Linked DNA regions of Mus musculus: all the other regions are linked to region 7. The links are chromatin contacts, called in public ChIA-PET, Hi-C, HiChIP or PLAC-seq, capture Hi-C and promoter capture Hi-C maps. All regions are on one chromosome and are shown on one strand. Each heading gives the region's core, a stretch centred on a gene start, on an enhancer-like site or on the middle of the called end of the contact. The rest is flanking DNA. Distances are from core to core; before and after follow the strand shown.

Evidence for each region. Promoter capture Hi-C pulls out the DNA fragments that hold promoters and counts their contacts. A called contact is a pair of places that touch in the nucleus more often than the background predicts. ChIA-PET counts read pairs in DNA pulled down with a chosen protein or histone mark. HiChIP or PLAC-seq counts read pairs in DNA pulled down with a chosen protein or histone mark. Capture Hi-C pulls out chosen DNA fragments and counts their contacts.
Region 1: a promoter capture Hi-C map of pre-B cells shows a contact between it and region 7, with 2.2 times the contacts expected there. The contact joins the enhancer-like site here to the promoter of Ece1 in region 7. A contact is called at or near these places in 5 of 39 promoter capture datasets (cranial neural crest, embryonic stem cells, neural stem cells and 2 more), 3 of 484 Hi-C or Micro-C datasets (CD4 T cells, CD8 T cells and Th1 cells), 2 of 115 datasets of contacts at active chromatin or transcription factors (microglia and stem cell-derived neural progenitor cells) and 1 of 9 other capture datasets (pancreatic islet).
Region 2: a contact with region 7 is called in an RNA polymerase II ChIA-PET map of memory CD8 T cells, with 7 read pairs. The contact joins the promoter of Cdc42 here to the promoter of Ece1 in region 7. A contact is called at or near these places in 2 of 115 datasets of contacts at active chromatin or transcription factors (memory CD8 T cells and microglia).
Region 3: a contact with region 7 is called in a Hi-C map of liver, with 2.0 times the contacts expected there. The contact joins the enhancer-like site here to the promoter of Ece1 in region 7. A contact is called at or near these places in 4 of 39 promoter capture datasets (the C10 cell line, cranial neural crest, hippocampal neurons and 1 more), 1 of 484 Hi-C or Micro-C datasets (liver), 1 of 115 datasets of contacts at active chromatin or transcription factors (embryonic stem cells) and 1 of 9 other capture datasets (adipose tissue).
Region 4: a capture Hi-C map of embryonic stem cells shows a contact between it and region 7, with 2.8 times the contacts expected there. The contact joins the promoter of Kif17 here to the promoter of Ece1 in region 7. A contact is called at or near these places in 3 of 39 promoter capture datasets (embryonic stem cells, neural stem cells and pre-B cells), 4 of 484 Hi-C or Micro-C datasets (embryonic stem cells and stem cell-derived neurons), 5 of 115 datasets of contacts at active chromatin or transcription factors (embryonic stem cells, neural tube, pancreatic cancer cells and 1 more) and 2 of 9 other capture datasets (adipose tissue and embryonic stem cells).
Region 5: an RNA polymerase II ChIA-PET map of memory CD8 T cells shows a contact between it and region 7, with 27 read pairs. The contact joins the promoter of Ddost here to the promoter of Ece1 in region 7. A contact is called at or near these places in 12 of 39 promoter capture datasets (the 3T3-L1 cell line, the C10 cell line, cranial neural crest and 7 more), 7 of 484 Hi-C or Micro-C datasets (CD4 T cells, CD8 T cells, embryonic stem cells and 2 more), 6 of 115 datasets of contacts at active chromatin or transcription factors (embryonic limb bud, embryonic stem cells, large pre-B cells and 2 more) and 2 of 9 other capture datasets (embryonic stem cells and liver).
Region 6: an H3K27ac HiChIP or PLAC-seq map of thymic regulatory T cells shows a contact between it and region 7, with 2.8 times the contacts expected there. The contact joins the promoter of Pink1 here to the promoter of Ece1 in region 7. A contact is called at or near these places in 2 of 39 promoter capture datasets (cranial neural crest and pre-B cells), 7 of 484 Hi-C or Micro-C datasets (CD4 T cells, CD8 T cells, embryonic stem cells and 2 more), 3 of 115 datasets of contacts at active chromatin or transcription factors (large pre-B cells, stem cell-derived neural progenitor cells and thymic regulatory T cells) and 2 of 9 other capture datasets (embryonic stem cells and liver).

Annotation. Positions count from the first base shown.
Region 1 is chr4:138,231,020-138,234,911 of GRCm38.p6, forward strand. It overlaps Hp1bp3 (heterochromatin protein 1, binding protein 3), which reads left to right. Exons shown (of 13, transcript NM_010470.3): 9 at 3,224-3,314. Among named protein-coding and RNA genes, the nearest start is that of Hp1bp3, 16 kb to the left of the region's middle. Within about 2 kb of position 2,097, at least 5 of the 459 cell types and tissues checked have an H3K27ac peak or open chromatin away from gene starts, as enhancers often do. A contact at or near this core is called in pre-B cells, where this site is marked.
Region 2 is chr4:137,356,105-137,359,781 of GRCm38.p6, forward strand. It overlaps Cdc42 (cell division cycle 42), which reads right to left and starts at 1,655. Exons shown (of 6, transcript NM_009861.3): 1 at 1,542-1,655.
Region 3 is chr4:138,181,976-138,185,893 of GRCm38.p6, forward strand. It overlaps Eif4g3 (eukaryotic translation initiation factor 4 gamma, 3), which reads left to right. Exons shown (of 35, transcript NM_172703.3): 26 at 1,153-1,370; 27 at 2,677-2,792. Among named protein-coding and RNA genes, the nearest start is that of Mir6399, 21 kb to the left of the region's middle. Within about 2 kb of position 2,301, at least 19 of the 459 cell types and tissues checked have an H3K27ac peak or open chromatin away from gene starts, as enhancers often do. A contact at or near this core is called in liver, where this site is marked.
Region 4 is chr4:138,260,713-138,264,299 of GRCm38.p6, forward strand. Kif17 (kinesin family member 17) reads left to right here and starts at 1,539. Exons shown (of 15, transcript NM_010623.4): 1 at 1,539-2,021. The coding sequence starts at 1,791. Sh2d5 (SH2 domain containing 5) reads left to right here. Exons shown (of 10, transcript NM_001099631.1): 10 at 1-256.
Region 5 is chr4:138,302,770-138,306,282 of GRCm38.p6, forward strand. It overlaps Ddost (dolichyl-di-phosphooligosaccharide-protein glycotransferase), which reads left to right and starts at 1,969. Exons shown (of 11, transcript NM_007838.3): 1 at 1,969-2,269; 2 at 2,386-2,496. The coding sequence starts at 2,110.
Region 6 is chr4:138,324,734-138,328,456 of GRCm38.p6, forward strand. Pink1 (PTEN induced putative kinase 1) reads right to left here and starts at 1,563. Exons shown (of 8, transcript NM_026880.2): 1 at 1,100-1,563. The coding sequence starts at 1,486.
Region 7 is chr4:137,860,267-137,863,685 of GRCm38.p6, forward strand. It overlaps Ece1 (endothelin converting enzyme 1), which reads left to right and starts at 2,014. Exons shown (of 19, transcript NM_001369179.1): 1 at 2,014-2,115.

The DNA.
Region 1 (3,892 bases), core at 847-3,346, 370 kb after region 7:
CATAGTGATGCCTGTGTGAGCAGTGGCTACAGTGCACATCTTCCTGTGTGAGCAGTGGCTGCAGTGCACATCTTCCTGTGTGAGCAGTGGCTGCAGTGCACATCTTCCTGTGTGAGCAGTGGCTGCAGTGCACGTCTTCCTGTGTGAGCAGTGGCTACAGTGCACATCTTCCTGTGTGAGCAGTGGCTGCAGTGCACATCTTCCTGTGTGAGCAGTGGCTGCAGTGCACGTCTTCCTGTGTGAGCAGTGGCTGCAGTGCACATCTTCCTGTGTGATTTCTTTTGTTTTAAGATAGGAGCTCACCGTGTAGCCTACACTGCCATCAAACTCAGACTTCTGCCTTCTGAAGTAGAGTTACTCCTGGCTTCTGATGTACTTTGCACTACTGACAATGAAAGCTAGGGCCTCATGCATGCCAAAGCAAGCCTTTACCCCTTAACTATACCCTGGCTCCTCTTTTTACTTTTTATTTTGACACATTGTTGCATTAAATTATCTAGACATGCCTTAAACTTGTGATTCTCCTATCTCAGCCTGGTGGTATTATAGTCTTGCACCATTGGTCTTGTCCTCTGGTATACTTTAAATCTTCCCTAGAATATTTAAAATACCCAATATAAATGTTACGGTAATAGATTTTATAATTTATGCAACAATAGTAAGGGGAAAGTGTGTATTCAGTATAGGTATAGCTCTCCCAGCCCTAAAATGTTTTTGAGCCAGTATTGAATCAATCCTTCCTGTAGAAGGACTGATTTGAGACAGGTTTCATGTAGCCCAGGCTAGCCACAGACTTGCTATGCAATAAGATTGTCTTGAGTTGCTAGTCCTCTTGCTTCTACCTCTAAAGTAATGGGCTCACCGTGTGTACCATCACACTCAAGTACGTATGTGCGTGTGCATTTAGAAAATGTATAGGGACGCGTGTTTGTGTGTTCAGATGCATGTGCACATACAGAAAGAGGTTTGAAGTTGATGCTCAGAGTCTGTCTTGACTGTGCCACTGAATACCTTGGCTAGTCTGGCTAGCTAATTTGCTCTAAGAGTTTTTCCCCTGCCTCCTTTAAGCTGGGAATACTGGTGGACCACCACACCCACTTGGCTTTTGCATGGTGTCTGGGGTCTGAGCTTGAATCCTCATACTTACCTGGGGAGCATTTTACCCATTGTCTTAGTTTCTTTTCTGTTGCTGTGACAAAACACCATGACCAGGGCAGAAAATGCTTAATTGGGCTTTTGAGATCAGAGGGTTAGAGTCCTTGATGGCAGAGCAAAGACACTGCAGGAATGGCATCAGTCCTTTGAAACCTCAAAGTCCACCCTTGCAACGCCTCCTCTAACAAGGCTACATCTCAATCCTTCCAAACAGTTCAGCCACTGGGGACCAAATATTCAAACGTAGCAGCCTATGGAGCCATTCTCCTTCAAACCGCCACACACTGAGCCTTCGTCACAGTCCCTGGAACTCTCTTCATGTTGGGCTAAATGGTGGCTCCATGGTTAGGAGCATTGGTTTCCAGTACTCAAATTGTAGCTCCCTGCTATCTAGCTCCAAGGGGCCTGATGCTCCTCAAGTACCAGGCATACACATGGTGCACAGACAGACAGACAGACCAGCAGACATGCATACACACACACATATGCAGGCATAAAAATGAATAAAAAACATAAAAAGAAATATTTAAGAAACCCTCATATCTCAACGTTAGATAATGATTTTTGTTTGCTGTGATAGATCAGTGTTATTTACCAGTAAAGAGGGACATGGCGACACCTTGGAGAGTGAAGGAATCGCTGCCAAACTTGCCCTTAGTGTGGTCCCCAGCCCACATGGCAGAAAAAGAGCTGCCTTTTCATATTGTCATCTGAGTTACATACATAACTTACATAATATTCTATCATTTAAACATACAGTTCTGAGTACTTTAGTGTGTGTGTGTGTTTGAGAGTTTGACACGGGATCTCATTTTGTAGACCAGGTTGGCCTTGAATTCACAGAAATCCACCTGCCTTTGTTTCTCCCTTATGAGAGCTGAACTTAAAGGCTTGTACCACAGCTGGCTTTCCTTTCAGGAAATGTAGACCAAATCGTTTCAGTTGTCACAGCTGCTCAGTTGTGGATTTATGCAGACAGTGCTGTGTGCACTACTGCTGCCCCTTGTCCCTGCTCCAGCCACCTCAGATTCTGAACGGTTGAAGCATTTTAGACGACAATGAACCGAAAACTCAGTCCCCCTCTGTTGAAGCTCTTTCCCCTTTCGTTCTGTAAGGCCAGGCCATACTGCTGCTCTCAGCTAGCTCCATGGAGGCCTGACAGCCTTGTTTTGTTTTGTTTTGGGGACTGGAGAGAAGGCTCAGCAGTTCAGGGCACTGTCTGCTCTTCCAGAGGACCACAGTTCAGTTCCCAGCAACCACATGGTGGCTCACAACCATCTGTAATAGGATCTGATGCTCTCTTCTGGTGTAGCTGAAGACAGCAATAGTATACTCACATATGTAAAATAAAAATAAATAACCATAGGATCTCATGTGTCACAGGCAGGCTGTCATATCTCTGAGTGTCATCACAGAGGTCTGCCTGAATTACTGTCCGTGTCAGTATTGCTCAGCAACACAAATGTGCTTCCCATGTTAAGATGCTTGCAGGAGCCTTCACTACTTCAGTTTCCTGGGAGGGGCGGGGGCGGGGTGATTGGCTGTGCCTGTGTGGGGTACAAGCCCACTTGTACATGTGTCTGTGGAGGCCAGAGGTCACTTCTAGTGTGCTGTTCCTCAGGGAGTGTCATTTATCTCCAAAATTGGATTTTTTTTAAAGTACTTTTACATGTTCTATAAATTTGGTTAGTATGAGGAAAGCCAAAAGCTTTGTAGGTTTGGGCCACATAGTAAGACCCCCCATTTGGGAGAAAATCATGTTTTTTGCTTTGTTTAATTGTTTAGGGCATTCATCAGTGTGATGCTAGTAAGTTCCAGGGTCTTGGCGTGGTCTGGCAGTTAGAAAGTTTGCACTATATGTGAGGCCTATAAATATGTCAGTAACGGCTTTAGGAGGAAAGGAGTTCTGCTTGTCCAGGATGCCTGCGGTTTGGTGTTCCGTTTTTGTCTTTTTAACAAGATATTACACATAATAGAATTTACAACTTTAGTTCTGGAAATAGCCTCATGTCTGTTTCTGCAAGTCTTCTTTCACTGACATATTTATCACGGTTGTTTTTCTTTGCAGGCCCCAGTTGTTGAAGAATGCTCTGCAGCGAGCAGTAGAGAGAGGCCAGCTCGAGCAGATAACTGGCAAGGGTGCTTCGGGGACATTTCAGGTTAGCATCTGAAGAAAGGTCACTTGTCAAACTGCTTCTCAAACTGTTGAAGACCTTCAAAAAATGGTTTTTTTCTGTGTTAACATCTATTCGTGTTTACTAAATTAGAAATTAAAACTCAGAACCAAGCATACTCAGGCCAAGGGAGACTGAGGGAAGAAGATTTCAGATTCAAAACCAGAATGAACTACATAGAGAGGCCATGTCTCAAGAAATAAAAAGAATTAGCAAGATAACAAAGTAGGTAGAGGTGCTTGCCGGATGACCTGAGTTCTGTCCCCAGACCCACGTGGTAGAAGAAGAAAAGCGGCCGTTGCTAGGTTAGCTCTGACCTCTCCATATAATAACCCAGCAATAGATGAGTGTGATAATAAGATTTAGAAAAACTGGACACCTGACATTGTTTTATTTTCTGAGACAGGGTTTCTCTGTGTAGCCCTGGCTATCCTGGAACTCACTTTGCAGACCAGGTTGGCTCAGATCTCCCTGTCTCTGCCTGCTGAGTGCTGGGGAAGGCTTATACAGTAGCTCTGTAAGCTGCCCCAGTGCAGAGTGCTAGGCTGTAGGAGCAGGAGAAT
Region 2 (3,677 bases), core at 405-2,904, 500 kb before region 7:
TGTTCTTCAATGCTAGTGTGTACTATAATCAAAGGACACACCATTCTAGTGATCTAAAAATATTACTCAAGTTTTTAGGGTTAGAAATTAAAATCAAGGTTGGTAATTCAAGTAGCTCATTCCTGTAAGCCCAGCTCTTGAGAGGCAGAGACTAGGAGGTCCCTCTATGTTTAAGGTTAACCGGGGCTACATATGGAGACCCTGTCTCAAGATAAAAAAAAAAAAAAAATCCAAAAGCCCTTTTAATGGAAAAACTAAAGCATGCAACTTTGAAGTTGCAATCCTAACAAAGACAAATCAGGGGTATGACGAAATTCTCTTTTCACCTCATTCTTCAAACCATGCACTGAAGTTGGGTTCTTTACATCAAGTAAGTCACAATTAGTGTGGCAAAGAATTGCTCCTGCAATTCACCCGAGTATATAGCCAAGGGGTCCTTTAAAGATCATACCTACACAAGTGGCTGCAGACAGTGTATATTCCCTGACCAAAATAACTTAAACCTAAGATTTTGAACCTTCGGTATTTTAGGTGCATCTCAGGCAGCCTGAAGACAGGCAACAGGATTTCAACAACAACAAAAAAAAATTGCCACCTTACTCTGAACCAATGTGCTGGGTTGACCCACAAAGGCCGCAAGATGCTGTCTTAATTTGAATAGCCCTGACTTGTAGGAGTTAAAACTCTCACCCCTTATGCTGCGATGACGTAATCTTCCACACTGAATTTCTCCCAGAGTTAAAGGGGTGGAAAGAGGAATTTACAAAATAGTAATAATAACCGACAAAGAAAATTTCCTGCTAGGAACGAGGAACTGAGTAAGTGGCCAGGCGGGGTTTCGGGAGGTGCTTAGGCAGGTCCCGGATGGCAAAGAGGCCGGCCCCGGCAGGAGAGCCCCGGGAGCCGCGGGGCAGGAGAGGACACGGCGCGGGGCTGGAGACCGCCGAGGGGCGCAGGCGCAGAGCCGCCCGGTCCGTCACCTCGGCCCCGGCCCGGCCCGGCCCTGCGGCCGCAGTTCCGCTCCCCTCCCCCGCCAGCCGCAACGCGTCCGTGGCGGGGCCGGGGAAGCAGGAAGTCGAGGCCCACAACGGAGAGACAGCCCCCGGCCTCCGACCCCGGTCCGGACCGGGCGTCTCCCACCCCGCGCCCCGGGGCCTCGGAGCCCGCGGGCGGCCGGAGGGGGAGGGGAGCGGGTGGGATGGGTGTGCCCGGTCCTCTCGCCGCCGCCGCCGCCGCCGCCGCCGCTGACAGCTCGGCCGGGCTGTGCCCTCGGCCGCCGCCATCCCCGGCCGCGCCGCGCCGCCATTCCAGCCCTAAGCCTCGCCGCGACCCCGCCTCGCTTCCCTCAGAACCCGGGCCGGCGGGCGCACGCGACCCCGGCAAGCCCTCCCTCGCGGCCCACCGCCCGCAAGCACCGGGATGCCCCTGCCCGCGAGCATCCTCGAGAACCGAGAGAGGACGGGGGGGGGGGGGACACGCGAAGGGGACCGGGCGGCGCAGAAGACGCTCCCGCAGGGAGGCTTCTCGGGCCCCGCACTCACCTCAGCTTCTCCGCCGGGGCGTTGGCAGCACTGCGCGGGGCCTCCTCGGCTGCCGGACAGGGGCACGCGCCTGACGTCAGCACGCAGGGGACGCATGGTTGGGTGCCCGCGGAAGTGGGAGGGACAAAGAGAGAGAAGGGGCTGAGGGCGGCTCGGGCTCCGCCCCTTGGCGCGCACGCGCGCGGGCTGCGTTCCTTGCATGCTCTGGTTGGCTCTCTGCGCCTTTTAACGGTATTTTTTATCCGTAATAAAACTATGAACAATGATGTGCACGGTGTTGTAACTAAAGTTTATTTTGAGTCTTGCAACTTCGTGAAGAAAAGTGTTGTAAATATGTTTTACTTTTATATTTTTGTTTATTTTATTGAGACAGGGTGTCATTATGTAGCCCTTGCTATCCCAGAATGGCTATGTAGACCAGGCTGTCCCAGAACACAGCAATACTACTGCCTCTGCTTCCAGAGTTCTGATATTTCAAGAAATGTACTACCATGCCTGAGCTGTCTCTCTCTTTTTTGTTGTTGTTTTTTGTTTTTTGACAAGAGTTTCTTTCCATGGGTAGCCCTAGCTGTATTGAAACTTGCTGTGGAGCCCAGGCTAGCCTGGAACTCAGAGAATCCCTTGCCTCTGCTTCCTGGGTGCTGGGATTAAAGGTGTGCATCACCATACCCAGGCTACCGGGTTTGTTTTGTTTTGTTTTGTTTTTAATAACTTGAGACGTGATCTCGTTTAGCGCAGCCTGGATTTGAATGCTTAACTAGGTACCAGAGGTTGATCTTAAACTGCTAAGCCTCTACCTCCGAAGTGCTGAGCTTATAGGCGTGCCCCTCCATAGCCTGCCTCTTTGCTTCTCTGAGAGAGGAAGTGACTTGCTGTGCACAGCTTTATCTGTCTGTTTTTGGAGTGGGAGTTGAGTATCACCCTCGGTTTTGTTTAGAACTAAAGACTTTCCCCCTCAAAAAAGTCCTACATTTACTGTCCCTGAGTGCTCTCCCCTGGCCCCTTTGGTTGGATCTGACCTATCAAATCCTTCTCTTCCCTGTCATCTCGGCGCCTGTTGAATAGCTGCCTTCTCTGGCCGTGTACTAGCTGCTGGAGAATAGAGAGCCTAGCCTTCTGTCAGATGCTCCCCAACATTAGAGGAACCTTATCTCAGTAATGTTCTCTTGCGGGCTGGAGATGTAGCCCAGTCGGTAGAGAGCTTGCCAAGAATGCACGAAGCCCCACGTTAGTGCCTCTACCACATTCATAATCCAAGCTCTGAGATGGATGGCTGTAATCCCAGCACTTGGGAGGTGGAAGCAGAAAAATCTATGGTGACCCTTGGTTGCATAGAAGATTCAGAGTGTCCTAGGATACAAAACATCCATTCTCAAAAAACAGGAGGGTGTGTCTTAAGGAGGCAGAACTCTGAGACCTCAGATGTGTGCTCCTGCATCCAGCTTTATGTGGGCCCTAGGGATTCGAACTCAAGTCCTCACACCTGCGCAGCAATCACTTTGCCCTCTAAGCCACCTCCCAGCCTGCAATCTACTTCTTTCAAAGCTGTACTGTAAACATCGTTCTGTGTCGAACGAAGCCCCGCTTATAGCAAGGCTGCATTCTACCCTGTGGGCATTTCCCTATGTGGGCAATCTCACCCTATAGGGATCGAAGTTGTCTAGCCTTTCTCCGATGCCAGGGAGGACCCAGGGCTCACCAGATACTTGGCAAGTGCTCTGCCACTCAGCCACACCCTCCACTCCGATGACCATAAATGGCAACTTGTGATTACAAAACAAAACAAACAAACAAACAAAAAAACCTCATCAATTTCTTTGGCTTGAGAGAAAGTACAGTTTTCTCTGTTCCCAAGGCAGGTTGGCTGTGTCCTTTCTTTTATCCTGCCTCGAAGTCCCATGAATGTCCCAGACAATGTCTGGCCTTTCCACCAGCTGCTGTATCTTGATGGGATGTCACCCAAGTGTTTGGCCTTTCCTCGTCTATTCTGAGGACAAGGACTAACTTTGTCTCTTGGGCTGATTTTTTTTTTGTCAGAAAGTGACCCTTGACCTTGACCTTTCCACCACCCCAAGTTGGAGTGGGGTTACTCCTTGACCCTAATCTACCCCATCCCTTGCTGCCAACCCAGACGCC
Region 3 (3,918 bases), core at 1,051-3,550, 320 kb after region 7:
CCTTGCCCTCTATCTTCCTCCCAACTTTATACCTTATAACTTTTATTTATGCACATATGTGTATATATGTATGTATACATATACATACACATAAATCCGGAGGTTAGAGCTGCCCGTATGCTCTCTGGTATGGGCATGCACTGGAGTGTGACGGCCAAGCATGGCTCACACGCTAGAGAAAGGGGCTCTGCCTAGCAGCAGCTGTCACCTGTCTGTCCGAAGCTTCTCACGCTTCAGTGTTTTACAATTTATTTTATATGCGTTGATGTTTTATCTGCATGTGTGTCTCTGTGAGAGTGTCAGATCTTGGATACTGGAGTCATAGACATTTCAGCTGTCATGTGGGTGCTGAGAACTGAACCCGAGTCCTCTAGTTGACCAGTCAGTGCTTTTAGCCGCTGAGCCATCTCTCCAGCCCTTCACACTTGAGGGTTTTTGTTTTGTTTTGTTTTTTTGGGTTTGTTTGTTTGGTTGGTTGGTTGGTTGGTTTTTCGAGACAGGGTTTCTCTGTGTGTAGCCTTGGCTGTCCTGGAACTCATTCTGAAGACCAGGCTGGCCTCGAACTCAGAAATCTGCCTGCCTCTGCCTCCCAGTTGCTGGGATTAAAGGCGTGTGCCACCACACCCGACTCACATTTGAGTTTTTAAAGAATGATTTTTATCCATGAAAAACAAAACTGCCACGAAATCTTATGCTCTCTTCTGGAGTGTCTGAAGACACACTACAGTGTACTTACATATAATAAATAAATATTTTTTAAAAAAAGAAAAACAAAACTTCCTTCCTGTATATATAAGATCTATGGATGTTTTAAAGTTACAAAATCAAAGACTACACACAAAAAATAAAGTCTTAAGGTAGTATCCTTTTTCCTCCTAAAGGTAAAATTAAAATATCTTAGTAAATATTCCTTTGGAAGCTCAGATTTTTGCCTATTCTGCGAGTTAGTACACTTTAAAATATAGTTAGTGCCTTATATCTGAAGTTGTGTAGGAGGCTGGAAAATGGGTCAACTAGTCTGGTGCTTTCCAATCACGGGCGGCCTTACAAAGAGAAAGATTTAAAATAGTTATATGTAGAAAATCTTGGTAACGCTTTGTGTTGTATGAAGCAAGACATTATCTTCTGAGGCCTGTTGTTTTATCTTTTTAGTCGTGGGAGCATGGGCAGGGAGAAGAGCGACAAGCCAATTCCAGCTGGAACAGCCCGTCCCAACACGTTCCTGAGGGGCAGCAGCAAAGACCTGCTGGACAACCAGTCCCAGGAAGAGCAGCGCAGAGAGATGTTGGAGACCGTGAAACAGCTGACAGGAGGCCTGGATGCTGAGCGGGCCAGCACTGAGGCCGACCGAAGCAAAACGAGGGAGCTAGGTGAGAGGGCCCTGGGATGCAAGACAGACCTCCTATTGGCTTTAAATTCAGAAGCAAAATACAGAGACAGGACTGGCGAGGTCATTCAGCAGATAAGAACCCTGACTCTGCGTCTGGACGACCCATACTCAGTTCCCACACCCTCTTCTGACCTCTGATCACACAGCACTCATGTAGGACAGGTACAGTACTCATACACTTAAACAAAAAAATAAGCAGTAATAAAGCTACCAAGACTTGATGAGTACATTCTGCACCCACCCCTGGGAGCATCCGCACAGTGTTGTCATTGGGTGTCACCAGTGTCTCTCCAAAGCTGTGCCATCACAGAGCTTCCAGTCCTCCCTGTCTGCCATGCTGTGACGACAAGGTCCTTTTCCTTTATGATCAGTATTCTGACTTTCTCACAGTCCTTCCAGCCCCTGGTCCCGTGGTCATCGGATGTCAGTGTGTTCAAAGCCCTGTAGGCTCTGGTAGGGCTCACGTTATCCCTGCTTAACAGAGAAGGTGTCAGCCGCCTTCTCCAGCCTCATCTCCCTCGTCACTTGTGTGGGGTTTGTTTGTATTTAGGGTGCATGTGCTCAGACTCTGGTGGCACAGTAACAGTTCTCTGTGTCTTCAGTCTGAGCTCTGGATTTTTATCGATTCACACACACCCTGTCCAGTTCTTTCTTAGAAGAAATTGAGTTAACTTGCAGAAACACTTGAAACAGGAGCTGATAGATAAAATGGTTTTGAATCATCTTAGAGTTCATGATGATGAGTAGAGATGAGACAGACTTCTGGGGTGGAGCGGTGGGAAGCATAGGAGAGCGGGGCAGCAGGAGCAGCCAGCCAGAGGGGAGGCGGGAGTGGCCAGCCAGAGGGGCAGCAGGAGCGGCCAGGCAGAGGGGAGGCAGGAGTGGCCAGGCAGTGTTTACACAGGTCCCACACTGGGCCAGTGTAGTCAGTACTCTGTCAAGCAGGCACTCACCCACTGTGTGTTCTAGAGGCCTTTGTGGGCTCATTCTTTAAGCAGTTGCAGGGAAATCAAAATAAAGAAACTGCCAAGCTGTGGCTCTAAAGGTTCAAACTATCCCTAACTCTGGTCATGGCTAGAGCGCAGACTGTGGTATTACTGTGTACCTCTCTGTCCTAAAGAAAAGGGCCTTTGATTTTCCTTTCATTTGTCTGACTCTGTCAAACCAATATCCGTAAGACACCTGCCCTGAAAAGCCAGCGTGCGAGCACGTAAACATCACCAGCCAAGGTCCAGTTGGACTGATACTTAGTGTTTTATCTTCTTGCTCTTTGATCTCATTCATAGCAAAATCGGAAATGTGTGCAGTGCCAGCCCCTGACAAGCCTGCACTGTCAGAAGAGGAAGTGGAGAGGAAGTCCAAGTCTATCATTGACGAATTCTTACACATCAATGACTTTAAGGTAAATGCTGACAGTGAAGGCAGCAAGCAACTCTTAGGCAGCCCATGTCAGAGAGCATGGCAGCTTGGCGTGACCTAGGTGTCATTATGAGCAGATAAGACATGGATTTCGTAATCCAGCCCTTCAGGGTTCAGTTGGCTCAGCTCTTGCATTTCTGCCAAGTTCTCTATTTTAAACTGATGATCTCTGTCATTCACAAATTTAATAGTGGGAAAAGAGAATGGATTCCAGTCAGTGTAACCGAGAGGAGGCTAAACTGACGGTGGCCTTAAGGAGCAGACAGCAGAGTACCACTGCGGCTACTGCTGGCCCCGTCCCACCTGTCTGGGCCCTTAGACATCATAGCATCATTTTCCTTTCCGTGGGTTATGACTGCCATCATTTTTCCTTTGTTTTGTAAGTGGGAAACTGAGGCACAAAAGGACAGTGTGTGTTCAGGTCAGAAGGCCTGAGACATTTCAAGACACCCCCCACCCCCACCCTGTGAGCTTGCCTTTCTGACATCTCCTCCACCTGGACTCTTTAAGTGATGGTTGGTAGGACAAACCTCTTGCCTGAAAAAAGCCACAGTCCAGTGACAGACAGAGCAGTGCAGGTGACTCCACAGATGTCCTGAGCTAGAAGGGGTGACGGAAGATCGTGTGACCCAATCTTGTTTACCGCTCAGGTCAGAAGGTGTCTCTTCTGTTAAACAGCTGCTAGATAACTTACACTTTTGCTTTGGTATTATTGAAAATCTTATTATTCATTTTTTTGAATAACCTAACCATTATCTGCTTTTTGTACACAAAATCACTTTGATTATGTCTATCCAAACCCTGAAACCTTCCTTCACACCTGTAGTAGCCAGCATCTGGAAGTGGGAAGAATGGTATTCTAGAGGGTTTTGTTTGTTTTCAGTTTCTTTTGAGGCCTTGTGCAGGCCAGGCTAGCCCTAAACTCACTAGCCAAGGTTGATCTTGTCCTTTTAATTTGCCTGCCTCTGCCTCCCGGTTCCTGGATATGTAGAGGATGTTGTGTTGTGTTTTGAGACAGTGTCTTGCTCTATAGCCCAGTTAAGTTGGAGCACTTACATGACTTAGAGCTGCCTCCTGCCTCAGCCTCCCTTTCCTGGAGTTGTAGTCAT
Region 4 (3,587 bases), core at 289-2,788, 400 kb after region 7:
TAGTGTGAATCTCCAATGTGTACAATACCAGGAGAACCTCCGCACATCCAAGGGACCACCAGCCTTCCCCCATGCCCTTTGACATTTTTCTTCCAAAGCATTTATTGATCGCATGGTACAAATGACGCAGTCTGGAGCCCATGTGTTCAGACAGTGTCTTACTTACAAGCCATGGCTCTGTGTCTATGCAGACCACCACCACGGCTCTCTTGTGTGCACTTTGAGACAAATAAACCCCATTCTTCAGTCGACTGCAGAAGTCGTTTTCCTGTTTTGCTTTTGTCTGTCAAACATGACTGCAGCTGGCATAGGACCGAGGTCCTGGCCACCAGGGTCCAGAGAGGTCTGAAGGGATTAGGAGATGAGGTTTCGTGGGAGGGCCTTTGAGAAAAAAGTAGATGGGTCTGTGAGCTGGCTCAGTGCATTTTGTCAAACCTGCTAAACTGAGTTTGTTCCCTTGGTCCCACGTGGTGGAAGGAGAGACCCATATCCTGTAAGTTGTCCTCTGACCGCCACACTGGGTGCACATCCATGCATCCATACAAATGCACACACACGCGTGAGCACACACATGTAATTTATTAAAATTCAGACTCTGATCTGTTTACCGTCTCAGCAAAGTGTAGTAGGTGCTTTGTACAGCCCACATCTGCCTAAACCAAACTTCAGCTCCAGTTATATCCAAGATACTTTTCCTGTCGCCCCCCCAGCCAACAGAGGATCCTTTTAAAGGTGACCCACAGAAATGGCTCATTTGTAGTCATTCTTTGGTGCATGTGTGTGTGTGTGTGTGTGTGTGTGTGTGTGTGTGTGTGTGTGTATGAGAAGATGCGAATGTTAGTTTCCCCTACTAGACTGCAAGAGGCTGTCTTCCCAGAGCCTGTCAAATGACTGATGGTGTTTCTGTGCCTAGGAACTCATGGGAGCACTGCAATTTGGTGGTTGGTGGCACAGACTGGGTCAGGAGGTTAGTCTGTGTGGCCTTTCCAACAGAAAGATTAACTCCTAAATTTTTTTTGTCTTTTTAATTTTTTTTTCAAATATATTTATTTATGCGTGTGAACCTGCTTACAAGAGTCCTTCCACCTTGTGGGGTCCCGGGCATTGACTGGGACCATGTAGGCATGGCAGCAAGCACCTTTCACTGTCTGAGCTATCTTGCTGGCCCAGTTTTCCCGTCTTTTAAAAATATGAATTCTTAGGGCTGTGGATAGGGGGCAGTGAAGTCCTTGTCACTCTCAGACTGTCCCTCTCAGTCTGTAACCCCTAAGGGAAGTGGAGTCAGATGTGGGCTCCAAGTCTTACCCTGCCTACCTCTGCGGGGTTGCTGAACCTCACTGGGCTGGAGCTGCGATGCCTGTGAGACAGAGCAGAGGATGGGATAGGGTAGTTCCTACGGCCTGGTGCATCCCCTGCACCCGGGCTCTCCCTCGCACTCGCCATTCCGTCCTGTGACGTCACGGAGGTTGCCCAGCAACGGCGAACGCCGAGACGGCGTGCACGAGCGCGAGCGTGACCCGGCCAGCTCCGGGGCTCGGGTCGTGCGGCGGCGCCTGCAGCGCGGATCCCCCGTTCCCCGCCCGGGCCCGGCCTCAGGGACGGGCGAGCCCGGGCGCGGGAGGCGGCGGCCCGGGTTCCAGCCCGCACACTTGTCCGCCGAGCCCCTGCCACACCCAGTGCGCCCCGCGGGGAGTCCCGGCCCCCTGGTGCGGCCCCGCCCCCGCCGCCAGGCCCCGCCCCGCGCGGGCTCTGGCTCCACCCCCTGGACCGGGCCACGCCCCCGGGCAGCCATGGCCTCGGAGTCAGTGAAAGTGGTCGTGCGCTGCCGACCCATGAACAAGCGCGAGCGCGAGCTGAGCTGCCAGTCGGTGGTGACGGTGGACAGTGCGCGCGGCCAATGCTTCATTCAGAACCCGGGAGCGGCGGACGAACCCCCAAAGCAGTTCACCTTCGATGGCGCCTACTACATAGAACACTTCACCGAGCAGATCTACAACGAGATCGCCTACCCGCTGGTGGAGGTGAGGGCGTCCCGAGACTGAAGGGCCAGGCTCGGGGCTCCCGGAAAGTGGAGACAGGATAGGTGGGTTAACCCAGCCCCTACCCCAAAAGCCAAGCGAGAAGGCTCCGGGCACAGGTAGATAGCGGCAGGTTAGTCTGAAGGCTTGTCCTGACTGTATCCACCGGGGACCTGCCCCCAGTGTGGTGGCAACCTCCCAGCTGAACCCAGCACCCCAGCTGGTACATGCCCGTCCTTTGCAGCTTTTTCTGCAGAACTTCAGACCCAGGACTGCTCAGCGTCCCTGCTTGTCCTAACCCGCATCGCTTGCAGCCCCATTACCAAAGACTCTAGACTCCTGGTCCTCTGTCCTCATTCCAGACCTGTAGGATCCTGAAAGCTCCAGCCATTTTCCTCAGCCTCCTTCCCTCCTAAGCGTCCCAGGAGTCTTCTCTCCTCTGTTCACACTTGCCCCCATTTCAACCCCACAAGCAAAATCCTCATGTTTGAACTCTTCTCGTTTGAGTAGTAGAGAAAACACTTGTCTTTCCAAGAAAGAAACAGTGTGGTGCTTCCATGTGCTCCAGTATCTGAGGTTTGGAGAAACCCTTATGCAAAGAAATCCCAAAATATTTAACACGGATGCTTTCTATTTTGACTGGCAGGCTCTTTCATCTCTTCTGCCTCTCCTGCCTATTGAGATGTGTTTCAAAGCCTCCAGCCTGTGTGGTGCTGAGCCAGGAATAGAGACGCATCCTTAGAACTTAGGGTCAAGCATGCATCTCTGCTTTGCTGAACTCTGACCCCACTCCAAAGGCTTTCTGACTGATAATGTAGACCACAGAGCACTTGACCAGAGGTGGTGCCCTCTGAATACTCAGAAGGCAAGGAACAGCTGCCCCAAGGGAGCAGTCCAAGGCTCTGAGGGTAGCTCCGCTATCATCCTGTTGACCTGATTTTTAGGCTAGAAGGAATCAGAGATTTCATCTGATTCAGTCCCTCTTGCTTCTCGGGTGTTTGAATCTCCATCGAGTAAAGGCCTCGCCCTTGCTTGCATGTCTTAAGTGGCTGTAGCTCGTGCCCTGGAAGCAGCCTGTTCCATTTTTGTTTCTTGGTCTCCAGAGTGTCCCACGCACTCAGGCCTCCTGGGAGCTTTCAGTCCTACTTCTGTCCCAGGGACCCTGCAGAGCACTCGCCTCCCTCTATCTAGAGATGACACCTTGACTATTTGAACGTGTGTTCCTCCTCAGCCTTGCTTCTGTCTAGGGCTGTCAGCCTTGCTCAGGGTGAGGCCTCTGTTCTCTTCTTGTGGATTATGCAGTGTCTGGACAAGGCCTACCCAGAGAGGAAGACACTAAGGGCACAGTGACAGACCTCTTGGATCTCTCTTCCACTTCCGAGTCCCACTGTGCAGACCTATCTCTGGACACTCCCCAGACTACAGATTTGACATCCATCCATTCATTAATCCATTCACCCCTCTGTGAGACGAAACATTAGCATCTCCACTCTGAGCCCCAGACTCAGCACAGGAGGGGATGTGAAGGAGATATGACTTGCCCTCACTAAGCTCAAGGTCAGAGTTGAG
Region 5 (3,513 bases), core at 719-3,218, 440 kb after region 7:
TGTGCAGCAGGTGTGGTTACTGCTGTCCTGCCAGGCTTCAGGGACCCGAACTGGAACTGTGTCCTGACATAGCCAGAAATGAATCCAGGTTGCCATGACAGCCCTCCCCTCTGTATTCCAGCATGACCTCGGTGGGCCCACAGTCAAGGGAGCTGACAGTTCCTCACCACCTCGATAAACGAGAGCTGCACCCACTTCGTGGTATTCTGTGAAGGGTTAGAGTATGTGCTAGCTCTGTACTGAGCTACTCTGCCCTCCTCCTTATACCAGAGACTTTGGTAGGCCTTACTTACTCTTGGGCCAAGGAGTTTTCACTGAAGCAGCCAGGGTACAGGGTCAGACTACCAAAGGCCACTGCAGTAGCACCAGTCAGGGGAGGTTGCTCAGGTTTCTGAGGGAATAAAGCCCCACCCACCACCATGGAAAAGCAAAGATACAGATCTCAGGTGGGAGTCCTGGGGAGGGCGGGCACCTGTGGAGGGAGCTGAAAGGGCAACAGGTGCAGATGGGCAACTCAAGGGTGTGTGCGAAGGTTGGCAGTACTCAGAGCAGAGAGCAGAGGCGGTTGAAGCTATAGGGAGAGGTGTAGGTGGGTACCTTGAAAGGGTGTCCTAACAATGGCACATCCCTAAAGTCAGTGTCACTGAGTGGTGTGGTTGGGCTTCAGAGAAGTTTAGGAACGATAATTATTATATGGAGACGGTCACATCCAGCTGGCCTGGGACTTGCATGTAGCTGAGGACAACTTTGCACTAATTATCCTGATGTTTGTATCTCGAGTGCTGAGGTTACAGCTGCCAGCTGCCATGCCTAGTTTTCTATGATACTGGGCATCAAACCCAGGCCTTCCTGCAATCTAGATAATGCATGCATCTTACCCACTGAAGTACACATCCCTAGACCTCTACGTTTTATTTCTGTCCTGAATCTTGGGTTGGTGTGTGTGTGTGTGTGTCAGAAGACAACTTGCAGAAGGCCGTTCTCTCCTTCCACCGTCTGGGGCCCAGGGATTGAACTCACGACGTCAGTCTTGGTGGCAAACAAGCACCTTTATCAGCTGAACCATCTTGCTGGCACCCCATGTTGGCTTATAGACAATTCCGCTAGGCACCACGCAGCAGCTTGGGTAGCCGCCAGCCAGGTGCGAGCCAGGCGTGTAAGGACTCCTCTCGGCTAACCTGCCTCTCTCCCTATCTCCTATTCTCTCCTCTCTCCCCCCAGATGTTCTCAGCTGGCCTCTTCTCTACCATTCTCTGTTCCCCTTTTCGGTCTCTACCCCGTCCCAAGTCCCCTTCCCTTCCACCGACGATAAATCGTCTTTACACTAGGTCTGTCGCGTGGCTTGATTGTTCAGGGGATCACCTTGGCCGGCCAGCCAAGTTGCTCCCTCCCGCCGCATTATACCAGCTCTCAATATGTGACCCCAGCAGGCCTGGACTCACTATGTGGACCAGGCTGGCCTCGAAGTCACAAAGATCTGCCTCTGCCTCCCACTCGAGTGCTGAAATTAAAAGCACGAGCCACCAATCCTGGTTGTGAAGAGCCTTTTGATCACTAACCTTCTCCTTGGCCATCCACCCTGTTTCGGGCCTGGCCAGAGCCTATTTCCCCACCTCATTGCTCTCAAGAGATAAGGGCCTGCTTCCGAGCCCGTTAGACTAGCGACAGGCGAGGAATTCACCCCTATCTGGTCCTGGTAATGACAACTGCGTCCTGGGGGAAAAGGGGCGGCTGCCTAGGAAACGGAAAATCTGGAGACGCTAGAGGAGAGTTTGAGAGATGTGGCGGGAGCTAGCCTGGGCGGAGGCAAAGGGCGCCCGGCTTTGTTGATTGGCAGCAGCTACGGAGCTGTCTCTCTTGGATTGGCCCTTTTCCATGGGGGAGGCGGAGCCTCAAGTGCGTTTCGCCAATAAGGTACAGAGACTCGGCCTCCGGAGGGCCACTTCCGGTGGCGTTCCCTGCTTCTTGGTCCGTCCCCGCAGCGGCGTGGGCCGCGGGGCCACGGAGTACCCGGACCGCTTCCAAGTGGTACTCCGCCGCTGCGAGCGGCCATTGGGCGGCCGCGAGGGACGCTTCCGGTGCCCAGGTGCTGGCCTGGGCTGCTGGGAGATGAAGATGGATCCCCGCCTCGCCGTCCGCGCCTGGCCCCTCTGCGGGCTGCTGCTGGCCGTGCTCGGCTGCGTCTGCGCCAGCGGCCCCCGCACCCTCGTGCTGCTGGACAACCTGAACGTGCGGGACACGCACTCGCTGTTCTTCCGCAGCCTGAAGGGTGAGCGCCGAGCAGAGCCGAGGGAATGGCCCGGGTTGGGGCGGAGACGGCAGCCCCCTCCGAGGGCTGCAGCAGGGATTCCTCTCCTGACCGGGTTCCGGGTTTCTTTCCTCCAGACCGGGGCTTTGAGCTCACCTTCAAGACCGCAGATGACCCCAGCTTGTCCCTCATTAAGTACGGGGAGTTCCTCTATGACAACCTTATCATCTTTTCCCCGTCGGTGGAAGGTAAGGGCGCGCGTCGCCCCTCGAAATGGGATTGGGGGGGCTCAGGAGACGGCTGTCTTCTTGTTCCTGGGCATGTTCTGGGTCTTGGGGTGAGTTTCGAAGTATAGTAGAGGAAAATGTTAATTGCAGCTTGGGCCTCGGAGATTTCATCCGTCAAAAAGATACAGCTAAGGATAGAGTGCCAAATGTCACCCGTAGACATTTCGCTTCTGGAGAAGGGGGTTTTCTCTAACAAGGGTCCTGATAAAGAAACTCTTGATTTGACTTGCTTGTGTACAAAGATTTGTCACATTATTAACATGGATTGCTGTAAAAAGTCATTCTGCAGGTCATAAGAATACAAATAGATACATACCCATCAACCCTTAAGGCCTGATGGATGTGTTTTGGCTGACCAACACAAGGCTAGTTGGTATTGGGGGTGGTGGGAAATATGCATGTATGTGAGGTTGTGCACACTTCTGTGGACGTGTAGAATCGGGTCACCTACTCTGTCACACTCCTCACTCCCTTAAGCCAGGGTCTCTCACTGAACCTGAAGCTTGCCATTTTGACTAAGCAGGCTGGACAGTGAGCTCTCAGATCAGTCTCTGCCTCCTGATGCTTGGGTAATAGGCACCGCTTGTCATTCCCAGCCCTTACTGGAGACTTGAACCCAGTGACCGACCTGTGGCTGCCTGCTAAGCCATCTCACCAGCCCTCAGAGACTACTGAATGGAGTGAAGATCTGTAACTTACACTTAACTATTTCTGTCTTACAAGGCAGTTGAGTCCACCACTAGACATTTCTGTTAAGATCTACTGAGCTGAACTTTGTCTCTCTCTTCCATGTGTATATTTGGAGAAGTGTTCTTAACTCCCTTGGGCCTGTGAGTCTGGTGTCCCCAACCGAGAATAGATGACATGAGAGTCTCATATTTTTATCTTGCTGAGATGCTTGCCCTTCCCATAGCTTTAGCCACTTCCTATGTATTTTCACTAACTAGCTATCTCCAGTTCCTTTGGCAATTTTCTTTT
Region 6 (3,723 bases), core at 313-2,812, 460 kb after region 7:
GAGTGGGTGGGTGGGGGAGCATCCTCATAGAAGCAGGGGGAGGAGGAATGGGATAGGGGGTTTACCGAGGGGAAACTGGGAAAGGGGATGATAACTTTTGATTTTTTTGGGGGGGGGGCAGGGGGTTTGAGACAGGGTTTCTCTGTATAGCCCTGGCTGTCCTGGAACTCACTTTGTAGACCAGGCTGGCCTCGAACTCAGAAATCCGCCTGCCTCTGCCTCCTGAGTGACTTTTTTTTTTCAATTGGATATTTTATTTATTTACATTCCAAATGTTATCATCCAGCCGGGCTGTGGTGGTGCACACCTTTAATCCCAGCACTTGGGAGGCAGAGGCAGGTGGATTTCTGAGTTCGAGGCCAGCCTGGTCTACAAAGTGAGTTCCAGGACAGCCAGGGCTACACAGAGAAACCCTGTCTTGAAAAACTAAAAAAAAAAAAAGTTCAAGACAAACCTGGGCTACATATACAAATCAAGGCTCTGTCCCCCTTTTATGCATCCCAAAAGAAAAGAAATTTACTCAAAGCCATTTGTTACAGTGCAACAGAGACCAATAATCAGCAGCTTTTAAACCATACTGTTTGCAAAGTGTCGGCATATCAGGCCATCAGTAATGGGAAATAGGTCAGCCTTAATTAACAGATCAATTCCAAGAAATGTATAGTCCAAGTCATAGATAGATTTTAATCTTTGCCTTATCCCCTGATCTACCTACCCCCCCCCCCAAGGTCTAGGCATGTCCTCATGCTCTTAGACACATAACTAAGATGCCACCAGCCACTCAGTCTGGTCCACGAGTACCCCACCCCCTTAAATTGCCCAATCACGGCTCAGAGACCTGCCCTTCCCAATGCCCAGGCTCCTACCACGCCCTGGTTCACGACCCGCCCCTACACCACTAGGATTCTGAGGCTGCCCCAACAACTATCCAACTAACTCCGCCCTTGCTGTCCAATTTGGCCCCGCCCCACCCAGATCACTCACTCTCCTAACCCCGCCTCCTCCTGGCCTAGGCCCCGCCCCGGCCCGGCTGGCCTCAGGGCTACACTCTGGCCCGGTTCGGCCCGCTCCCGGCGCTCCCGCCCACCGCCGCTCTCACCTGGATCTCCTGACAGGCCGAGGCGGCCCTCCGGCCTTCCGCCTGCTTCTCCTCGATCAGCCCCAGCCCCAGCCCGAAGGCCAGGAAGACCGCTCGGCCGCAAGGGCCTGCGCCGCCCCGGGCCCGCACCATGAACTGCCTCTGGATCCGCGCCGCCAGCCCAGCTACCGACTGGCGGAAGAAGCGGTAGCGGTCCGGGAGGGGGAGCCCGACCGGCCGAGGCTGTGCTCCGGGGCTTACGACCTGGCCTGGGCGCTCTCCGCGGCCCCAGGCCGCCGCGGGGCCGGGCTTCCCCCAGCCGAACAGCGGGCCGGGCTTGGGCGCGAAGCGCAGCAGCAGCGCCCGACCCAGCTGCAGGCCTCGGCCCAGTGCCTGTCGCACCGCCATGGTGGCGCGGTGACCGGAGCCAGCTGCCACCGCCACAAACGTCTGGGACAACAACAAACTTCGGGGGCGGCGCCTGTGCGCAAGCGCGGGGGGCGGTCCCCGGCAGTTCTCCTGCGCAGCACGCGGGGGCGCTACCCGCTCATCCCTGCATCCCTTGGTGCAGCTGGTTTGCACTTTGAACCCAGGTCGAGGGGTTGTGAACAACTTCACTGGTCCTGGTTAAGATGAGACGTTGAGCCAGGAAACTAATATTTGTTATCAGTCACCGATCCAGGCCCTTTACACCTGTTAGCTAGTTTGACTGTCCCCCCCATGATATGAGTGCCAATTTTGTAGATAAGCGACTGTGGTGTTTCCAGATTGCTTGCAGGTATTAGAGTTGAGGTTGAAGTTCACACTGCCCTGGCTATCGAGGGAAGACCTTGGCTCTTCTCCCCCACTCCCAAGTGCTCTCATGCTCCTGTACAGACAGGTTGGAGGTTCCGGGGCTTAGATCTTGGAGGGAAATCTTGACCAAAGGCCATAATTTATGCACCAGTGGGTGCAGGAGCTGAGGTCTGAGACTGACTGGGAGACTTAACCAGAAGCCACCCAGATGCTTAATAAATCCCTATGACTTAAACTGCTTGTTACGAATAGCTAGCTGATAATAAGGTTATTAACCCTGTTACTATTTTTACTCATTTTATTTTACTTTATTTGAGACAAGGCCTTGCATAGCCCTGGTTGGCTTGGAATTCTTCCTGTAGACTAGGATGGCCCTCTGGAGTGTGGGGATTACAGGTATATACCACCACATCAGGCTGAATAATCTTTTTGCTTGTCTCTGACTTAAGCATAATTTTGTGTGTGTGTGTGTGTGTGTGTGTGTGTAAAATCACATAATACCAAATACTGGTCATCCAGTGAAATTTTTAATTTTTTTCAAAGCCTATTTTTTTTGGGGGGGGGGGGTGTTGAGACAGGGTTTCTCTGTATAGCCCTGGCTCTCCTGGAGCTCACTCTGTAGACCAGGCTGGCCTCGAACTCAGAAATCCACCTGCCTCTGCCTCCCAAGTGCGGGATTAAAGGCGTGTGCCACCACTGCCCAGCCTTCAAAGCCTATTTTAAATGATGGTTCTTCAATGCTTTAACCTCTCTTTTAACCCACTACCCACCAGAGGTAGTGTTGGGAGCCGCCCCCACATTCGCCGTCACAAGATGGCGCTGACATCCTGTGTTCTAAGTGGTAAACAAATAATCTGCGCATGTGCCAAGGGTATTTTACGACTACTTGTACTCTGCCTTTCCCGTGAACGTCAGCTCGGCCATGGGCTGCAGCCAATCAGGGAGTGATGCGTCCTAGGCGAAATATAACTCTCCTAAAAAGGGGACGGGTTTTCCGCCATTCTCTCTCGCTGGCATCTCTCTGGCTCTGCGCGCCCTGCGCTCTCTCGCTGCCTAAAGATGTAAACAATAGAGCGCGCTCTGCGCTTTGGCGCGCCGGAGCTCTGGCTCCTAAAGATGTAAGAAGGGGCTTTCGCTTTTGGGGCTGGGGGTTTGCGCTCCTAGCTCCTGAAGATGTAAGCAATAAAGTTTTGCCGCAGAAGATTCTGGTCTGTTGTGTTCTTCCTGGCCGGGCGTGAGAACGCTATTAACAAGGTAGTGGGAAAGAAAGGAAGTGGACCTGTTTAGAAAGGTTCTTTGGAGCAACTCCATCTGTGTTGTCTGGAAATCGGCAGTTCAGTTCACAGGAGACAGTGGCAGCTTGATCCACTCGCAAACACTTCACAGATATAGCACAGTCCAGTTCAGTAGAGTCAGGATAGCAAACATGAATCAGCAACGGTGGCACTACCTAGCAGAGACAGCCAGGCCTCAGCCTTGGCACTAGTCAGCAGGAGGGATAGGAGGGGACACCAGAAGTTCTCATCTGTGCCTCTCTCAGAGATGGGAAGACTCAGAGACCACCAAGCATTGCACAGCTAGCTTTATAAGCTAGCTCCGCCTTTGTCCTTGTATGTGAAGTCCTATTTATATTCCCTCCAAACATTACATGCCTGCCACTGCCACGTGTCTTGTCTCAGCACATGTGTCTGTCTCAGCTGACATCACTCCGCCAATCATCCTGAGTCCCAGGAAGCTGCAAGAAACTGCAGCATGGGCCAGAGAGATGGCTCAGTGGTTAAGAGCACTGAGTGCTCTTCCAGAGGTCCCGAGTTCAATTTCCAGCAACCACATGGTGGCTCACAACCATC
Region 7 (3,419 bases), core at 764-3,263:
CCAAGTTTCAGGGGCTATAGAGCACTGTGCCCACTCCATGGGTCCCCTCCCCCACCCCACCAAGCTTCCACAGACACACATTGGAAGAGCAGACAGTCCCCCTGGCATCTAAATCCTCAGTCTGGTCTTTCTTTCCCTGGTGTAACAAGGGACACTCAGGGACAGGTCCTGGGAAAGGGTTCCTGCTTCCCTACTCTTCCCAAGCCTGCCACCATCTTCAGCCACTCTGCCCTCTCCTCCTCCTTCCCTCTTGATGGATGGTAGGCAAGACTACCCAGGCCTTCCCTCCCCTCCTTCCCCTCTCCCTCCCTCCTTTTTTTCTTCCTTCCATTCTCCTGAACCCCCATCTCACATCTTCTAGGATGTCTTTGCCCCTGAACATATATCTCACATCCCTTATACGTTAGTTTCTTTTCTTGGCATCATATAAATATAGGGAATGACCAAAGTCAAATAGGTGGGGCTTGGTGGGCACACCTGTAACCTCAAGCACTCCAGAGGCAGAGGTAGGATTGGGGTAGTGTGGGCTAGGTTATTGAGACCCATCTCTGTTTGGGTAGTGTGGGCCAGGTTATTGAGACCCATCTCTGTTTGTTTTTTGTGTTGGTTGGTTGGTTTGTCGAGACAGGGTTTCTCTGTGTAGCCCTGGCTGTCCTAGAACTTGCTCTGTACGCCAGGCTGTCCTCGAACTCAAGAGATCCTCCTGCTTCTGCTGCCTGATTAAAGGCGTGCGCCACCACCACTGTCTGGCAGTTTGTTTGTTTGTTTGTTTACCTACATGTATGTGTTTGTCTGGGGTGCAGTATGTGCACATGTGAATGCAGATGTTTGTAGACGCCAGCATAGGGCATTGGGTCCCTTGCAGCTGGAGTTACAGGTAGTTGTGAGCCAAATGATACCGGTGCTGGGATCCCCCCCCCGATTCCCCCCCCCATCACACCTGTGCAAAAGCAATACATGTTCTTAACCATTTGGCCATCTCTCCAGCCCCAAGACCTATCTTAAAAAACAAAAAACAAACCAGCCACACATTTACCACACAGGACACACTGACCTCTCTACTCACAAACTGAGCCACCTACAACGCTGTGGTAAATCTCTGCCGTGTGTGTGTGTGTGTGTGTGTGTGTGTGTGTGTGTGTGTGTGTGTGTGTCTCAAGCTGCATGCTCGAACACACATGTACACCAAACGGGATTCACTCACCGGCTACTCTTTCACAACAGGGGCACAAAGCCTCTTTCTACTACACCCACATGCGTGCCCAACAGGTCACAAATGCACGGCTCACCCAGTACGTACAGTTTCCTGGTCTTTCTTCCTCTGCACCTGCGCAGCGGGCATAAAGAGAAAGTTTCTCTACTGGAGGTCTAAGTGCCCCCGCCTACTGGGCCTTCATTCCATTCCATTTCTCTTTCCTTCTCCCCTCTCTGAATCGCGCGCCTGCGCTGGTGTACACACACACACACACACACACACACACACACACACACACACTAACAATCCCCAAATATAGTCTTCTATCTTTCCACATAAACACACAGGCATTCGAAACTCATCCCTTCCCCCCCTTTCTGTCTTCTCCTCTCTGCCCTTCTTCCTTCTTGCACACAAACACACCCCACAGCTGCAGTGCCCAGGGTCATACTACAGTGCAGGCACCAGGCAGGAGACAAAGGTCGCCTAGGCTCCCAGAACCCCAACTGGGCGCAGGTGGACCTGACACCGGCTCCGTCTGTCCCTCGAGAGGGTCCCGGCGAGGTGTAGATTAGGCACGCCAAGCTGGAGGTTCGGGCCCGCACCCCTGGACCCACCGGTATCCGGGGCAGCTAGAGTATCCAGCGCTCCAGCATGCCAAGGGTTAAGGAGCCCGCGGAGGTGTGGGGGGGAGTCTAACCGACGCTTCTGATTGGCTGTTTCTTCGGGGCCCGCAGCCCCCGCACTTCTGTATTGGTTCGCGGCGGGCCCCGCCCTCTGGCCTGGGCGCCCCAGCCTCGCGCGCCGCCCCGGCAGCTAGCCCTGAGGTTCGAGCGTAGAGCTCAGCCCAGCGCACTTGGAGCTGGAGCCTTAGCGGGAGGTGCATCCTAAGCCCGGCCGTTCGGAGCCCGGGAGCGACGGTGAGTACTCCCGCAGCCCGCTGTGGCTCCATGCAACCCCGACGGTCCCGACAGCGGGGCGGCGATGGCATCCTGGCTGGTTCCTGGCGAGCTGGGCGTCCCCTTTAGCTGAGGCCCGCGTCCCGCTGTTCACTGGCTTGGACCCGGACAGGAGTTGTGGGGGGTGTCCGGTTCGCGTGGACCTTGGTTCTGGGCTGCTGGGCTGCTCCTGGCGTGGAAGACTCGGGGTCGCGTGCTGGATTTTGGGGAAGAGTTGGTGAGATAGGTTTGGGGTGTGCAAGTCCCTGAGCTGAGCTTGGCTTGGCTTGACTTGGAGACCGTGGGCAGCTAGGCCAGGTCGATTCAGAGACGTCAAGGTTCAGCTGGACTTGAGCTCACACCCCGCATAGTCCGAGTGGCTTTGGGATTCGAGAACATCGTGGGAGACTAGGGCACTTTTCTCCTACACTGATCCTGCAGTGGCTGCCTGGCTCATGGGAAGGGGAGAGATAGCTCAGAGAGGAGGGGATAGTCTGAGGTTCTGAGGGTTATCTGGTGTTCCCAGCATCTCCCAGTAATGAATCCTCAGAGGAGGGCCCAAGTGCTGACTCCCGTGGTCCAAAGCACCACGGTAAAGGGGTCCTTGAGGAAGAGGGCTTCTTTGGGGGCTCAAGCCTCAAGCCTGATATCCATCTAATCCAGATCTGGCTGCTTTTGAGAGCTTCGGAGTGATGAGTTGACTCTCTGGCCTAGAGCCAAGGCCTCCGGTTACCTCTCCATCTCACCCAGGGCCATTTGCTTCTTCTCTCCCTGTGGACCTCTGATTGCCTCTCCTAGAGCCGAGCTCTTGGCGTGTGTACTGGACCCAGGACACCCTGTGTGGCCTGAGGAGATCTGCCTGGGTTCTCTGCCTTTTGGTCCTAGAGACTTGCCTACATCTGTGATGTCCCTTCCATGCCTGAGGGGTTCGCTGAGAAACAGAGGGGCATCATGGAGAGAGCTGAAGATGCTCCAGAGACAGCCTCAGGACCAACCCGTGCCTGGTCAGAAATTAAGTCTCCCTTAGACAGCCCTTTTCTCTCTTACCCACTGGCGTCTTTCCCCTGAGACATCATTGGTCTCTCTGGAGACCGATGACTTAATTCTCCCGCCCCCCCAAGGTGCCCAGAGATCATCTTGGACCCGACTTACCTCCCCCATTAAGAATCTCCCAAGAGCTGGACAGTGGTGGCGCTCACCTTTAATCCCAGCACTTATGAGGCAGAGGCAGGAGGATTTCTGAGTTCGAGGCCAGCCTGGTCTGCAGAGTGAGTTCCAAGACAGCC